2 separate regions of the Rattus norvegicus genome follow, and region 2 is linked to region 1. Evidence: chromatin contacts called from public Hi-C data. All regions are on one chromosome and are shown on one strand. The core of a region is the stretch at or near the end of the contact, and the rest is flanking DNA. Distances in the headings are between cores, read along the strand shown. Region 1 overlaps Sorcs2 (sortilin-related VPS10 domain containing receptor 2). Region 2 overlaps Sorcs2 (sortilin-related VPS10 domain containing receptor 2).

Evidence for each region. A called contact is a pair of places that touch in the nucleus more often than the background predicts.
Region 2: a Hi-C map of Schwann cells shows a contact between it and region 1, with 2.2 times the contacts expected there. The contact joins two enhancer-like sites. A contact is called at or near these places in 4 of 12 Hi-C or Micro-C datasets (Schwann cells, hepatocytes and kidney).

Annotation. Positions count from the first base shown.
Region 1 is chr14:78,616,347-78,620,836 of GRCr8, reverse strand. All of the region lies in intron 1 of Sorcs2 (sortilin-related VPS10 domain containing receptor 2), which reads right to left. Among named protein-coding and RNA genes, the nearest start is that of Sorcs2, 23 kb to the right of the region's middle. Within about 2 kb of position 2,381, at least 9 of the 93 cell types and tissues checked have an H3K27ac peak or open chromatin away from gene starts, as enhancers often do. A contact at or near this core is called in Schwann cells, where this site is marked.
Region 2 is chr14:78,667,920-78,672,409 of GRCr8, reverse strand. The region is part of intron 1 of Sorcs2 (sortilin-related VPS10 domain containing receptor 2); the gene reads right to left. Among named protein-coding and RNA genes, the nearest start is that of Sorcs2, 74 kb to the right of the region's middle. Within about 2 kb of position 2,674, at least 46 of the 93 cell types and tissues checked have an H3K27ac peak or open chromatin away from gene starts, as enhancers often do. A contact at or near this core is called in Schwann cells, where this site is marked.

The sequences.
Region 1 (4,490 bases), core at 1,132-3,631:
CTGTCAATCACTCAGACCTCTACAACACAATGACAGGACCAGCTGGAGGTGCAGAAAGATCCACACCCAGAAGTTCCTGGATCTCCTCCAAGCCATAGCCTGGTGAGGAATCCTGAACTTGGGGGCAGTCTCTTGCTATCCCTGTGTGCTGTGGCCAATGGCAGCTCCACCCTGCAACCTGCGGTCTTTCTGCATCTTAACCAGAGCCATGACTCAAGGGGACAGATGGCCCCTGGATTAGTGGGTCTCAGGGGAAGGGGCCTCTGCCTTTTGTTATCTGCAAGGCATCTAGCAGGCCGTCTCTGGGTCTCCAGAAATGCCTGCGCCCTCCACCTGTTAGTAATAAATCCCCTTCATAAATTTCCACACAAGGCAACCCTCAACGAGACTTAACCCTTGAGCAAACAGGGCTGTTCTAGCTGGCGCCTGGGGAATGCTGCATGACCCCACTACTGCCTGCTCTGGTTCCAAGTCCTGGAAGGATATTTGGAAGCGGCAGGGTCAGGCCTGGGGCAGACTCTGGCTGTGGCCTCAGGCTGGCCACAGGGCTCTAGGTCACACAGAGGTCAGAGATGCTGTCATCTCAGAGGCCTTGAGCTAAGGATGCTGTCTGTGGTTCAGATTTGCCACAGGTGAGGCCCCAAATTCTGTGCTATTACTCCACAGGAGAAGGAGCGGCACCATCCCCCTTGAGCCTGGCCAAGTATCTGATAATGGAGGTGACTCCTACTGATTTCTAAGGCTGGGGCCTAGAAGGCTCCTGACACACTGAAGGACGGAAGGAAGGCATGTGGGCCAAGGCAGAGAGCCGTGATAGAGGGGCCACAGCAGAAAGTCCATGGCAGAGAGACCCAGCAGTGGGCCATGAAGAGATCTTATAATGAAGAACCACAGCAGAGACCCAGGGCTCTCACAGCAGAGCGCCACAGCCGAGGTGGGACAGAGCGAGAATGATCTTTGCCATTGCAGCTCCTCTGTAGGGCCCCTCCCACTGACCCAGAAGCCCTGGGCGCCCTGCCACTGTGCCACTGTTGCTGTGCCAGCTCTGATCTCCACCCACTCTCCTTTGCCCGTGTGTCCCTCAGCAGGTGGCCCCTTCCCACCACCCTTTGCTCTCACCTCATTACCTCTCTTTGGAAACTTCACACAGACTTCACTACTAAACTCCTCTCACCTTGGGTACAGCCCAAGGGTTTGGGGACAGCTGCAGACCCCCCCCCAACAATGACGACGTCTGAGCACTCCACTGCCTCAGTCTTAGTTACTGATTCCCCAACCACCACCTTCTTCAGGCCAAAGCAACCACACCAGTCTACTTCCTGTCTCCTTCAATTTCCCCCACTGTAGTCATTTCATAAGGAGGAAATCAAACAGTCTGTGGCCTGCTGCGACTCACTTAGCATAAGGCTCTTGGGGTACAGCCATGTTTTACTACTTGCTTCTCCTTTGTTCCAAATAATAGTCCATTGTATGGATAAACCACCCTTCGTTTACCCAGCAGGTCTGCAGCTGGACGGTAGGGTGCTGCCAGCTCTGGGCTACTAAGATATGACAGAGAATTTATATGCAAGTTACAGTGCAGACATGAGCTTCCCAGTCTGTTTCAGAGGGAGCCATGTTTTGTCTCCCCAGTGGGACATACTCATCCCTACGACTGGCTCCGAAACACCCCCCAACCCCAGCCATCCCAACTGTTCAAGATCCCTCAGATTCTCTTGATTTATTTTTTACATAGCAGTGACTGGGTTTGGGTCTGTGGTAGTACTACCCAGTAAGATCCAAGATCTCCACTGAGGCAGGATAGGCTCTGAGTGGCTACCTCGGACATGAGAGTCTCCCCTTCCAGGAAGCTGCTGGCCCTTTTCTGGATAAAACTGTCCTTGGTGCACCAGCTTTTCCAACTTCAACTGTGCTATGTCTTCCTAGTGTCACGAACGCCCACACCAACCCGGCACAACCCCTGGCATGTTCTAGCTGCATGCTCTATCATTCATATTGCTGGCAGTGCTCACTGGCCAGTGGCTAGTGGTCACCCTCCCACCACCCTAACTAAAAATATCTTTTCAAGACAGGGTTTCTCTGTGTAGCCCCGGCTGTCCTGAAACTCCCTCTGTAGACCAGGCTGGCCTCAGAGTTCCCCTTGCCTCTGCCTTCCAAGTGCTGGGATTAAAAGTATGCCCCACTACCACCTGGCAACCCCAGCTATACTTGATCATCACAGACCTGGGATAGGAAGGCACCAAGGAAGGGCTAGGCACAAAGAATGATGCTGTAGAGTCCTTATGCCTCTGGCCATGCTGCCAGAGGTGGAGCCTGCACCCCCTCCCGCCCCCACCTTGTGAAAACTAAGGTGGCTCCCACATGTGAAGCCAACGGAAGGTGGCTGCACAGGTCAGGAGCAACTCCTCTGTAGTACTGGTTCTGTTACAGGAAACAAGGCAAGAAGAGGTGGTAGGGCTTGTTCACAGTATCTCTGGGCAATATGGCCGCCCCCGGGGGCGTGGCCAGCTCAGTCAACACAATTAGATGCTTAATCAGGCGCCTCCTCAGCCTGACGCATCTGCCCACGTGAGTAACTGTGATTTATTAAGACCATTAAAGCTTTCTCTCCCAACCCCATCTCTGACAAGCCAGCGAAGCGCTGCTTTGTTTTAAAAAAAGAAAAAAAAAAAAAAAAACATTCTTGGGAGGAAAAAAAAATCTGTGTGGGCGCCACTTAATTAATCATTTAGTTTCTCCAGCAGTTTGGAAACAAGAAGAGAAACACGGGTGTGCAGGAAGTGTCACTGGATCTGGCCCTCGGTCTCTCAGTGTTGCTCAGAGCCCAACCTCATGGTGGGAGGGAACACTCTTCCCAATCCACAGCGGCCACACTGCCCATGAGAACAGTACCTGACCCAAAGCTCTGCACACTGAACTTCCCAGAACTGTGGAGATCTCCATGACCCTGCTGCCCTTAAGCCAGAAAGTGGCCCATCCATTTGCCTGGACCAACCTATTAGGTGAATGATGGGTAGATATTTTCAGAAAACTGGGTTTGAAAAATCTACCATACCTGTGGCACCACGACCCGGCTCAGGCCTCTCCCTCTGTGGGTCCACCCACACTGACTTCCTAACTTCAGTCTATCCCTAAGGCCCTTCTGGGTATAACCAGAAGGCACCAGGGTACAGAGCAGAATAGCATGGTGGTCTATGTCATGTAATTAGCATGTTCCCCACACAGGAGGACATGTCACCTGCTGTCCCTAAGCTTCTGTTTCTGCTTCAGGACAGCTCCTGTCACTGAGCTTGTGACCTCATCACAGTAGAGCTCCCTCCATCAACCAGCACGTGATAGCAGCAGGCCTCCAACCCGAGGCCTCGAATCGGTTCAGCGAGTTCAGACTCTGCTTCCGGGATTGGGGGGGGGGGGGGACTGTGGTTGTTCTCTAAATATTGCTGGTGAGTTTGTTCTGAAGCCATCAGATCACAACCATGTGGTCTCATCTCTCCAGTGTCCGTGCGTCTGTCAGCTCCTAAGGGCATGGACAAGAGCAGTGCAGAAGGCTTCAAGGCAGGGATGGAGGAATTGGGGACAGGCCTACCATGCCTTTAAACAATCCCTCCATTCCTCAGGCGCACCCCTCTGAGGCTGAGAGCTGCACAGATTCAACAGGGAACTGTCGTTAGATGCCTTCAGTCTCTGCAGAGAGGAATTATTTTTGCTGGGCTGGAATCAATATCTATAACTGATGCCTCCGAAAAGTTAAGCGGAGAAAAGAAAGCCTTCTCGGCTTACCAATCCTCGGGAGATTTCGTTGTGACAGAAACAGCTGAACATGTGTGTCCTTCCACAATTTTAGAATGTATTGAATAACGATAAATTCACAGTTAGGCAACATGGAATAACAGGGTAGGGCGTGGCCTGCTCAACAGCTTTCTAGGCAAATAGTTTGATGTCCTAACAGTGAAAGCAGGCTTGCATCTGACACAAACTTCCTTTTTTGGCTCGGAGGCCGAGGCAAGGAGAACCATTAAGGTCCACCCTCAGCACACAGATGGGGAACACCTGGCAGGGCGGTTAGCCAGGAGCACAGACACCCCTCACCGGGTTCCTCCAGCTGTCTAAAACAACGCCCAGCTTAGTCAAGTCCTCAGAAATAGAACATTCAGGGCAAGATCTTGACTTTGGAGGCCCTTGGGTGGTTCACACATAGCCAGGGGCCCAATTTACACTCAGGGAAGCCAGGTCTTGGACACTACCACCTGCCTAAATTCGCCCTGTTAACTGTGGCTAAGGAAGGCTTGACCCCTTATCCCTGTAATGCCAGTCAGATGTCCCTTCTCTCAGGCTCTCAACTGCACACCCCAAAGCACATGCATCAGTGGGAAAACCACCACTGTCTTTGGTGTCCTCCTGGACCTCTGGACCACAAACTCCTGTACCATGTGGGTTCTCTTCTGACGCATACTTAACTGGGTGCTCTCTTGGCCTTCTGTTTCTATGTT
Region 2 (4,490 bases), core at 1,425-3,924, 51 kb before region 1:
TACACACCCTCCCCTTCATCCCAGCCACTCTGGGCTTTCTGTACCCAGGACCACACACAGTGGCTTCTAGCTGGGCTCAGGCCTGAACTAATACAGCCTGAGCCAGGTTGTGAAATGCAGTGGATTCAAGACCTTCTCTTCCCCTAGGATGGGGCCAGCTTGAGGCTAGAGTCAGGGCAGCCAATGCTCTCCCCTCACCCTTGTCTTCCCTCATTCCTGTCCTCATGGCATCTGGCTTCAACCCTGTACATGTGTCCTGGCTTCTGGGTCTAGCCCAAATCCAAGCTGCTAATCTGGCAGAGGGTAACAAAAAGCTCCCAACATCTTCCAGAAACATCTGCCCTGGCCTTCGATTTCAAATCATCCCGACCTCTGAAATCATCCCAGAGTCTAGAATAAGATCCCAGGAAGGATGAGGCAAACCCTGCCAGCATCCGGCTCTCTTGCCACTGGCCCTGTCCTCCTCATTCACTGGCTGGACACAGTGGGAGCACTCACACTGCCCATCTCAACACCACAGTCCCATCCTGACTTCCAGGGCCTTGCATGCTTACATGTGGGTGCCAGCCAGAACAAGCAAGATCCATCTCTCGTGTCCTCTCCTGTGATGCTGCTGGGCACATTCAGGTCATACAACCTAAGAAGATGTACTTTGGCCCTAGAAGGGAACGTAGGCCACAGGACCCAGAATTCCAGAATTCTGAGACTTTAGAAGGGCTATGTCAGCACCCAGTGGCTTAGCTGCTTGGCCCCACAGACTTTCTGACCTTCCACTGGCCATGGCTGAGCTGGGCTTCTGACATGGGGGAAGGGCAGAGTCTGACAGAAGGAACACAAAGTAGCATTCAGACTAGGGTCAAGGCTGTGTCCTGATGACAGACTGGCAGAGACTGCATGGTTTCCCTTACAGTTAGGCTTGGTGGTGAAGGGGTATTTGATCATTCCTCCTGGGACCAGTGTGCCCTTTGAGGGATGGTGGCTCACTGCACATAGATTCCCTGCCATCACCACCCACCACAGAGCAGGGCTTGGAAAAAGAAGTGATTATCCCAGGGAGGTAGAATGACCCCCAGGCATCCAAAGAGGCATGATTTCAGCTAGTCTTGGGACAGAACAGTGAGTATTGGTGTCTCAAGAATTTAAGGATTTGAACAGATCCCTGGAGGGAAGAAGATATTGGTTTCTGGATGGGGAGGGTCATGAGGCCTGTTCCTATGAGTCAGAAGCCAGACCAGGCAGGTGGACTCTAGCAGGGGGGCAATGGGAAATAGAGACACCCAGACCCTTCATGCCCTCAACAGTCAGTGACAATAAAGTTATGGAGAATAAGGAGGATGCTCCTGCCTATTGCAGGGGGTCCCCAGCTTCCTGGGAAAATCTCTGTGCATTCCCTTGGTGACAAGGACTGGGGGTTGATCAGTGTCTACAATTCTTATCCTGTGATTCTTAGGGGCTCCAGCAACTGTGATTCCCATTTGATGGGAGGTTAACACTGAAGCTTAGGGATCCTTGATTACTGCCCAAAGTCTATGCCTATGGCTATCCACTGGTCCTCCAGTGGCCTCAGCCACCACTGAGCCAGGTATCCTTGATGAGGAAAGGCAATGGGAAGAGAAGTGGGGGGTCTTACAAAGTTCCAGTGTTCCCCCAAGTCTACCACATCCCACCCAAGGGCCTTTGAAAGAAGAGGCAGAGCTTGTCCACAGCTGCCCACAACTGGCTCACGGTCTCAGTTAACAATCGGAGTGTGCAGGCCAAATGCAAGGCTCATCGCTGACATGCCATTAGAGAGAAAGCCATTATTCATACTACAGCTCATCTCTGATACACTATCAGAGAGAGAAACCATTGTCCAGATGAGGCTCACAAGCCATTAGAGAGAAAACATTATCCGTTCAAGGGGCGGGAAACTCTGGCTCCTGAGAGATGCTGGGTTGGGGAGCTAAGCAGATATTCTCCTGGAGTTAGGAGGCAGGACCTGGGAGAGCCACCTGGGAGCCATAGGATTAGGACCAGCCTGGCCACCAGCAGGTGTCGCTACAGCCGGGAAGAAGCAGCAGATCCCACAGAGCTGACACTGAGTCTCAATACCAGTGCTGGACAGGGCTGTTCTGGAGGAGATCCGCTCAGACCTGCAGAGGGCAGGGTCACACCAACCCCAGAGAAGCTCCTGGACAGTCTCATCAGCAACTGGCCTGTCATTTTTACTCAAGCTCACTGCCGTGTGTTGGGTACCTTGTGTCCCCACCCTGACCAACTTGCACTACAACCAGGCAGAGCAGGGCTGAGATGTCCACCAGTGCCAGAAAATGAGCCCTCTGGGTGGTGGAGATGCTGTCTCTAAGGCTTGCCATGCTCCCCCATGCTGACACTGGGTTCACAGTGGTTCCAGCCTCCCGTCCAGCAATGTGGGAATCCGGTATCCTCCTGTAGGAATGTTGTGAGTGGTACGTACATACGTACGTACGTAGTAGGCCTTTTCTCCAGAATCTTACATGAGGCCAGCCACACCCTTCTTACCCATAGATTCTGACCAGAGTCCCAGCCCCTGGGCCGCTTTGCAGAGTGGCTCATAGCTCTGGGACCCAGCTGACCCAGCTTGTCCTACAGGCCCCAACAGCCATCCCCGTCCCTCCTCCCCAATACCAAGGCAACATGGCTGCTGGCCAGGGCCTCTTCATTCCCAGACAAAGCCCTGAAGCAAACCACCCAGCTGGCCGCCCGAGCTCAGGTTGCTGCCTGCAGTGGGCCGGGCCGGGCATCGAATCATTCATGAAAATCAGGCCTCCACCATGTTCCTGGCCTTCAGTGGGACTCCAGCTCACAATCACCTCATTGTGTGGTGACCACGAGGATTTCTCTGTGGAAGAGAGGAGGAGGGGGAGGAGAGGGAAGATGGAGGAAGGTGGGAGGAGCTGAAGTTAGAGGCAAAGAGAAGAGAGAGAAGGGAGGGAGGAAGAAGGGAAGAGGGGGCAGGATGGATGGTAGATGCACAGGGAACAGCTCCAAGAGCAGGAAGACAGTCCACAGCAGGTACTGATGTGCTCCCGAGACTAGGGAGGGTCCCTGACTAAGATGCTCCCTGTCCAGTGCTAAGGCCACAGTGATGATCTGAAACTTCCATAGATCCATCTCCCCAAAGGCTAGCTATAGAGATCACCCTCTCCACAGGAGAACCAAGTTCACAGCACAGAGACTGGACAGCCTGGGTCCAGCCTCTATCTCCCCAGTGGACACTGTCTGTCCTCCTTAGAGAGCTCGCCTGGGCAAGAAAACAGTGGCTCAGGCCAATTATCTTCAGATCCTGGCCACAGTTTTCACTCACTCATGCCTCAGTTTCCCCACCTGAAAGTCAGAGGTGACACCCATTCTCTCCTTCGTGGCGGAGCAGGTGAGATGTGGCTGACACAGCAGGCTTTCACTTCATCTCCCTTATTTCTGACCCAAGGCAGCCATGTCTACCCAAGCCTAACCTAGAGCCGGGCGGGCTGAGTGCCAGCCATGGCATCCGGCTGCTGTGGCAGATACCGATGTTTGCGCTCCTCAGCAGCAGGCAGTGCGTCGACTCCTTCCCTGTCACACCCAGAAATGAACAACCCGACCAACCACCAACAAAGGAAGTAGACCCAGGGACAGAAAGTGGGGTGAGTGGGGGTCATGATAGAAGCATGGAGATCAAGACACTATGATGCCCAAACCAGCAGCCAATGCAAAGAGCCTGGCACACCAGAAGCCATGGTCAGAAGCGCCAAGAGCCCAAGGGCTCCATGGCACATTAGGGCTATGGCCCACTTCATGGTACACATGGACAGATAGGTTTAGGCTATGTAACCAAGCGCCCCTTTCTGGGGTCTTCATCTAGGGGGCTGCAGTTGGTACAAGACAATGGGAGATGGGGCAAGCATCTCAGGATGGCTGGATGTCGCCTATCAGTACCCCTCTTGACCCATCCAAACTCTAAACCACCAGGTAATGCCAAGGACCAGGTCAGCAGGAGAACATAAGTAACCAAGAAATGGAGCAAACGTTGCTGCTTTGTGTATCACTTTGCGGAGAAGGGAGATGAATCAGACCAAATTCCACGCAGCAATTTCTTAGACATCAGAAGTACACAGCTATGCATCTACTGACAAACCCCTTATCTTTGGCCCTTGTTGTATCATTTCAGCTATCTCTTGGAACATGCTTCCTTCTCCCCTCCAGCTCCTGGCCACTGTCCTATTACCCAAGAGGACACTTGGTCCCCCCCCATCTGTCCCTCAACAGTTCTTTGCTCCAGACTTCCTGTATAAGAGCCCACCCCCTGCCAAGAAGAACCCCCCTGCCCTCAGGTACCTCTCCTACCACAGCACAATATCATCCTTGGCCTGATTCGGCCTCACATATTAGAGGTGTGTGCATGCGCACTTGCATGTGCTTGTGTGTATGTGCGCATTCACAGGTATTCCACAGCCTCTCGGTCACCAGCGGTGAGGGAAGACAAGGAACTG